Linked DNA regions of Mus musculus: region 2 is linked to region 1. Evidence: chromatin contacts called from public HiChIP or PLAC-seq data. All regions are on one chromosome and are shown on one strand. Each heading gives the region's core, a stretch centred on a gene start, on an enhancer-like site or on the middle of the called end of the contact. The rest is flanking DNA. Distances are from core to core; before and after follow the strand shown.

The links. HiChIP or PLAC-seq counts read pairs in DNA pulled down with a chosen protein or histone mark.
Region 2: a contact with region 1 is called in a CTCF HiChIP or PLAC-seq map of CD8 T cells, with 5 read pairs. The contact joins two enhancer-like sites. A contact is called at or near these places in 1 of 15 datasets of contacts at CTCF or cohesin (CD8 T cells), 1 of 484 Hi-C or Micro-C datasets (the HL-1 cell line) and 4 of 115 datasets of contacts at active chromatin or transcription factors (double positive thymocytes, embryonic stem cells and extraembryonic endoderm stem cells).

The regions. Positions count from the first base shown.
Region 1 is chr12:54,161,854-54,165,845 of GRCm38.p6, reverse strand. No RefSeq gene overlaps it. Among named protein-coding and RNA genes, the nearest start is that of Gm40424, 13 kb to the left of the region's middle. Within about 2 kb of position 2,440, at least 198 of the 459 cell types and tissues checked have an H3K27ac peak or open chromatin away from gene starts, as enhancers often do. A contact at or near this core is called in CD8 T cells, where this site is marked.
Region 2 is chr12:54,291,689-54,295,404 of GRCm38.p6, reverse strand. No RefSeq gene overlaps it. Among named protein-coding and RNA genes, the nearest start is that of Gm35895, 57 kb to the left of the region's middle. Within about 2 kb of position 2,059, at least 52 of the 459 cell types and tissues checked have an H3K27ac peak or open chromatin away from gene starts, as enhancers often do. A contact at or near this core is called in CD8 T cells, where this site is marked.

The DNA of each region.
Region 1 (3,992 bases), core at 1,191-3,690:
GGGGAGGACTTGGTCCCGCCGAAGAAACATTATTTGGCAAATAATCTGATCAATTTCACTTATATTCCTGGCAATGAAATGTTAAGAGCCTACCTCACTGTTACATCATCTGAATAGGGCAGAGTCCGCAGAAGGAGATTGAATTTTGGAGCAAAGATCCAATTTCATGGAAATAAAACGCCTCACTTAAGTACATTTTAAAACTCTTTAGCAGAGTAGTTAATGCCAATTAGATTGTGGGCTGTCTGAATCATGAATTATCAATTCAGACATGATTTTGGTTTTCTTCTATAAGTAACGCCGGTATTTCTTTCTTTCTTTTCTTTTCTTTTCTTTTTTTTTTTTTTTTTAAGAAACTAGGTCATCTGAATTCAGCCATTTGGTCTTGAAAATTTTCTGTGTGCTCAGAAAGCAGTGGTGGGAACGGCCATGCCTGGTCAGCGCTTTGTGTGAGACAGGAGTTGGCATGCCCAGTATATATAGGTTTGATCAAGGGCAAGGATTGTTCTCAGCAAAGCTATTTCGAATAATAATAAAAAAAATACAAAATTAGCTTGGCTTCTGCCCTAAATTCTTTGTGTGGTGTGGAAAGAACACTGGCCAGAGGGTTGGTTAGAGACTTATCAGACAGAGTGGAAACCAACAGCTAACCCAAGCTGAAGCCACACTTGAGGTCCACACTTGAACCCTGTGGAATAATAATACGTGCTGGTTTACACTGCCAGGCCAGTTAGTAACCTTGCCCTGTCCAAACATGATTTCTAATGTGGTGCTTCTCGCTGCATCCCTGCTGGGCCCTTTAAAAGTCACCCTTTCTTTACCACGGGTCACTGCTTCTACATTTGCAAGGCCAGAGACAGATTCAAAGAGTCACATCCGGAACCCTACAACAATGGGCGGGTTGGAGTCCTCAGAGGATACCTGTGTGCCTGGGGCCTGCGCTACGTGCACACACTGTTGTTCTTTGTAACCACAGTGAGGCAGCTCTTCCTCTTTCCAGGATGAGGAAACTACTCAGAACAGTTAGGTGGCTCTGCCAAGGTTACGGTGATGGAGTAGCATAACAGGACTGGACTCCAGACCTCCAGGTCCTTGTGGTCTCTGTTCCTTCCTGCAGAGTGGATGGCAAATAAAGATCACGAATAGAGTCGGGAGAGGCAAGCTTAAGCTGCTGCATATTTAAATTTTCTCTCCCCCTGTTGGGTTATTCACAAGTGTTCCAGGGCCAGCCTCCTAAAGGAGTGCTCCTTACTCAGTAACAGCTATGCGTGCAGAAGCCGCAGCTTTGTCCTTGAATGCTTTCTTGCTGCTTAAATAGGATTTTCTTTGCCTGCCTCATAAGACTGAGGAGGGACTTTGGGTTTCTATGCAACATTGGCCTCGAGGGCGTGAGATGTTTGGAGGTATATTCCCCGCCTTAAGGTAGAGTTGAACAGCACCGGTTGTTTGGAGCAGACAACACTGGAATGCAGTTTGGAGCCTTTAGCCAGTGTGCCTGATACCTCCCTGTGTTCCTGGGTCACATACACTTTCTAGGGATGAAAGGGAACACTCACTGCCTTTTCTTCTTGACACACTTAGATTCCTACCCCGTGACACACAGCCTTCAGCCTACTTAACAGTGTGAACAACTGTGTTGAAATAAGACTAAAAAAAAACTTTGATCTTTGGTGATTTCCCCACTTAAGACAAGTAACCTTTCTCCTGGAAGCCTTTCTCCTAACTCCTGGGAGTTAACTCTTACATTTCTGAGTGCCTTTATTTTCCCTTTCTTATTATTTTGGGGGACAGGGTATGCTTTTCCAAGTCAGGGTTTCTCTGTATAGCCTTGGCTGTCCTGGAGCTCACTCTGTAGACCAGGCTGGCCTCACAAAGATCCACTCGATTCTTCCGAGTGCTGGAATTAAAGGTGTATGCCACTCCAATTGACTCTTGGGAACATTTATAGAGGTCATTTTGTGATTCTTTTTAAAAAGACATCTCTGGTTTTAGGGAATACTGTTGTAGCTTATTGATAATGTTTTACCAACTTGAGAAAGATTGCTCTAGGAGTGGATAAATACTCAGCTGATTAAAACACTACACAATTCGGGATGTCTCATGTTTGTGAGTGATGTGTGTGTGTGTGTGTGTGTGTGTGTATGTGTGTACATGTGTGTGTGTGTGTGTGTGAGTGATGTGTGTGTATGTGTGTATATGTGTGTGTGTGTATATGTGTGTGTGTGTGTGTATGTGTGTATGTGTGTGTATGTGTGTATGTGAGTGATGTGTGTGTATGTGTGTGTGTAGATGTCAAAAGGTAACTTGGGATTAAGGTGTAGAAGAGCCTTTTGTCTATTGAGGACTTCTGAGGAAGAGGACTGAAGAGAGGAGGGGACTGGACATACTGTGTTGGTCTCTCACTGGTCTGGAGTAGCTGCCGGCAGCTCTAGGAAGCTTCTCTTGTTCCTCTTGACCTGACCCAAGCTGGGGGTGGCCCAGAAAGCAGTGGGAACTTGGGAAAGGATCTAAGGATTCACCAACTATCGATTTGGGAAATTTCATTGGGTGTGTGCCATAAAATGCTGGAAGGCGGACTTTCCCAAGAAACCTTTTCTGTAGACTTTTTTTTTTTTTTTTAAATAAATGGCTTGAAAAGGTAATATCCAATCAAACGGGAATGCCTCAATTCTGAAAAGGTGGGGAGGAAGGACAAACTGCTCCCCCGCCCCGTACTTGGCAGTGTCTTGCTTTGGGGAGTGCCCTGCCTCAGCAAATTCTCCGATTCTGGGCTCCGGAGCTGCGGAGCTGCGCTGTCTCTGCCAGCTCTCGTACAGCACGCACGCCCCGTGCATTGGCTTGGTCATTTCCTCCTATTTTTCTGCTTATTCATCCTGTGGCCTGTGTTCCCCTTGACAGACTTTCCCCCCACCCTCCTGTGGGGAGAGATAACATTCTCGGGAGGGACTTTAATCCATCTGATAAGTTCTATTTTTAGCCAAGCCTTTCCTCCTGGCTTCTAACTTTCAGAGGCTCACACACTTCCGAGCCTCCTTTGGCGTTCGTTCTTGCCGTCTTGCGTACTCTTGTGCCTGGGGTTTCCTAACAGACTGTAGTTGAGTGGGGAGCGGGGAAGGTGAATTGACTTCCAGGGCAGGGACACTTTCTCCTGGGTGTGGGGCGCTGTTTTTAGCAGGGCCATTCACTCTTACCTACCTCCTGCTTCCCCTCCAGGCTGTCCACGAATTTCCTTTTGTCAGTAAATTTATGTTATCTTGATAAAGGACACCCATTAAAAAAAAACAAGACAGCTGTGACTTTCGATGATTAGCACAAGGGTCTGGCAGCTAAGATGCCTGCCTGTAGCTACTAAGACTTCTACAGAATGACAACTTAATCTGCAGCCTTTGCATTAAGATTTAATCAAAGCAGCCAGTGTCCGTCCCTCCCCCGCCCCCCCCCCCCCCGTTCCCCATGTCCCCGTCCCCCCCCCCCCATATGAGGGGAGAAGTTTTGGGTTTGCTGTCACATGATCTCTGCCTGTTGCTTTCCCAGATAAGGATATGGGAATAAACTTACCTCAGTACTTTATATAAATGTGTTCTTTTTCTCCTTTTAATCCTTTGGCCCAGAATGGCCCCCCCTCAAATATATATATAAAACAGAAACTCTTCTGACAAGACTACAGAGCTTGAAAAGGAGAATGGGGTATCCCCCTGCCCCAGGAGTGCTCCTGGGAACATTGCTGCCAGGCAATTTAAACTTCAGGACCTCGACTTCATTTACTCTCAGTGGACCAGTTGTCTCTCGAGGCTCACTTAGCTCTGTCACCATCATGACTATTGTTGTGTTTTATAAGATGATGTAGTATAGTGCGGCTGGAGGGAGCACCTCAGTGGTCCCTGCCAAGGAGTCTTGGGATCAAGTCACATGACAGGCCTAGAACAAAAGAAGTTTATTGGGGGAAGGGAGCCAGGGAACGGAGCAGCAGGGTGCCTGGGATGGGGTTAGAG
Region 2 (3,716 bases), core at 810-3,309, 130 kb before region 1:
TTATTTAAATGATTTCTGTTGCTGGGCCTGGTGCTGCATGACTTTAAACCCAACTGTCTGGGGGCAGAGGCAGGAGACAGAGGCAGGTAGATATGTGAATTTGAGATCAGGCTGTCTGAGTGCCAGGACAGTCAGGACTACAGAGACACTGACTTGGAAAAACCAGCACATGACAGGTTTTTGTTAACTTTTTTTGTGTCTTTTGTCTGTCTGTCTGTCTGTCTCTCTCTCTCTCTTCCTTTCTTTTCTTTTTCCAAGACAGGGTTTCTCTGTGTAGCCCTGACTGTCCTGGAACTCACTCTGTAGACCAGGCTGGCCTCAAACTCAGAAATCTGCCTGCCTCTGCCTCACAAGTGCTGGGATTAAAGGCATACACCACCACTGCCCAGCTCTTTTGTTTTTCATACGAGTGTATATTATATTCTTGTTAAACATTTGCTTAAAATAAAATGCATTAGTTCATTTTCCATTATTGTAGTAAAATTTCTGGGGTGAGCAGGTTAGGCTTAGAAAGACAAGATGCTTACTTTAGTTTACTGTTTAGAAGAGTCAGGACCTCACCCTGCTATGAATGTTGAGGGAGAAAGAATACATCTTGACTCAGGAAACCTGGGAGACAGGAAGGAGTCCTGCTCACATTCATAACAGCTTGCTTTCCAAAGTACTGCTTCCTAAGGGCAGGGTCCCCATTAGCCCAAGGACCTCCCACCGGTCCCCTTCTGTCTGAGCCTCATGAACAGGAGTCTGGGCACATGCCACTGTGAAGGCTTCAATCTTGAAAGTTCCTCAATGCATTCGTGCTATTATTTCTTGCATGTGCAGGTCTGGACTCTCTCTTTCTCCCTCTCTCTCTCTCTCCCCCTCTCTCTCTTTCTCCCTCTCTCTCCATCACTTTCTCCAAATGGTTCACAGCACTCTTCATAGTGTAGATGACCTTTTGTGGACACGTAACTGTAGTTCAAGGTGAGTTGTATGAGATACTGAGACCATTCCTCCTTACTTATTATAACAGATACCCGAGGCTGGGGTTTTCCGGCTCATTTTACCTCCTGACTCAAGAGTGCAGCACCAGCTACAGACTGGCTCCTGGTGAACACCTTGTGTTGCTCCAGGCATGATAGAAAGGTGGAAAGACAAAGGCAAAGAGAGGAAAGGACGAAAGGGCTGACCCATTTTATATCAACAACACACTCCTGCAAGAACCGATCTACCCCTCAAAGACATCTTGATGGATAAAGGCTGGAAAGGTCCTGAAAGGACCACTGCCTCCACAGTACAGGCATCAGCTCCAACACTGGGTTTGGAAGGAACCAACTAGCATCCTTGGAGTTACTGATAGCTTTGTTTTCACAGAGTAGTCAGCATGGTACTCCTCAACAGCCCCGTGACTCACTTCCTGGCCCATATGAAGATGGTCCTTGCTCTCTTTTGAGACAGCCCTGCTAGAGGTCCTTGTCCTGTTGTCCTGTGAGAACTGGTGACCCCTGTGGCTGCTACCTGCTTTCCTGTCATCACCCCAGAATCTCCCAGTACTTCTGTCCTGGGTAGACTCTTCTCTCTTCTGGATTCTTCCTTCCTTCCGTGTTTTCTCCAGTTGATTGCACGTACCCCTTGCAGTGGCGAAAGGATGAGCATTGGCTTGTTTCTAGGTCAATATAAAGCATCAACACTGCGTTCATCATGGAGAGGGGTCAACAGGTCCATTGTGCTCTGCTGACTGTGAATTGTGGCCACTGAGAATTCAAAGTGAGAGCCTTCAGCCTACCTAAGGGGGACCCCTGAGGACTGTGGCAGGTGAGGAACAAGCAGCCATCAGTCTCATTTCCCTAGTCTCTTTGCTCAGGCCTCTCTGTCTGATGTGTAGCTTGCAAGTTATCAGATGTGACTTCAACCTCCCTTGCTACATTTCTTTCAGGACAGAGACTGAGCCCGTGACAGGTGCTGGGACTTTGTGGTGGCTTTTGAAATGGTTACAGTGACTCATCTCAGGACATGCTTTTGTCTCCCTTCTGATCGCCTCCAGTTTCCTGCTCACCCATCTGTGTCTGTGTGTGTTTCCTCATTTCCTATCAAGAGGCTGACTTCTAGCTTTGTGAGCAAACAGAGCAAACAATGGCAGAGATGGCTTGGGGTAAGGTGGGAGGGAACTCCCCTCTGGATGGTGATCCCATGAGCACCAGGCCTTTCTTAGTACCAGGACAGCTCCTCTCTGAGGTGTGGGTCAATTTCCCCTCCATCACACCCTGGCAGAATCCCTTTCTTAATGTTGCCGGCTAGTCTGGTACATTGTGAGAGGCAAGCTTGCTCTCTTAGCTCTCGCTTGTATGCTGGGACCACTTCTGCACATTTCCGTTCTGGAAAGCATGCATCACTCTACATTTAGTAGCAGTTATTCAATAGTTGTGATTGATGGGAGCTACACCGGAGAGGATGCTGAGAACTGCTGACCCACAGTGCTTCAGACAGTGCCAAGGTCCTCCAAGAATGCATGCTGAAATGAATTATACATTTAGACCCACTAATGCTGGAGTGAGAATGCACCTTAGAGACCACATCCCCTGGGCCCTCTTTTTGACAGACAAGTATCCCATGGCCCAAAGAAAGTGCTTTCTCACAGCTGCCCAGCCAGGTTGGGTTTGCCTTTGGTGGCTGCCAGTTGGATCCTGGTCCCCTATTTCATCTGATCTTTGTTCTCTTTCTGAACCTTACAGTAGTAGCTCTCAGGTTAGCAAAGATCTTTCTGAAAGGATACAGCTCTCCATCACTTCTAGTTGTCTGTGGCAGTGGTTCTCAGCCTGTGGCTCTCAATCCCAGTCGCGTACCCAGTATCCTGCCTATCAGATATTTACATTACAATTCATAGCAGTAGCAAAATTATCATTATGAAGTAGCAAAGCCTTACCTTTATAGCGGGATCACAACTGCGTGAGAAACTGTATTAAAGGGTCTCAGCATGAGAAAGGTTGAAAGCCACTGATCTATGGTTCCAGCTTCCTTCTTGACTGCAGGCAGACTCTGACTACCTTCTGCTGAGAATCCATGGCCTCCCAGAAAGGCTGTGTTCAAAGTCCTCCCCCACAAGCTTCACAGTAGAATATACACTAATGGAAATTGGCAGATGAACTCTCCAGTCATATTTTCTTTGGAAATTGCCCCCACTAGATCCCTTTCTTTCTAAGGAAGTGTTTTGCTTTTTTAATTATAATCTGTACCTCAGTCATTCAATCTGGAAACCTGATATTTTTCTACTCATTCTCTGTTCTGACAAGCAAAGTGCTTTGTTTTTTCTTAAGAACCATTTTTTTTTTTGTCCAGGCCACTCTCATCTACTTAGAACAACCCTTTTGGGGTACAGCCAGCACCAGTGGGAACACCCAAGGCACATGAACCTGTGTGCCCCTTACACCTTTCAGTCTTCCTCACTGTTCCACACAGGGGCAGTGACATTTCATCCTGTGACTGCCAATGAGGCATCGTCTCAGAACCCTTCCTCTGCCACCATAGACACATGGCTACTGTTTTCTCACTTCCACCCCTGTAACAGCGCAGTCTAGATCACCGTCCTGATCTATATGTCTTGATCTCTATGCTGCTTCTTTGATGTCTCATTTATTCTTAAGAAATTTGCTCTGAAACTACCCAGCCATGGCACTTGTCGGTCCCGTAGGATTTGGCGGTGAAACAAGCTCTCCTGTAGTCTCAGATCCGCTCTGCAC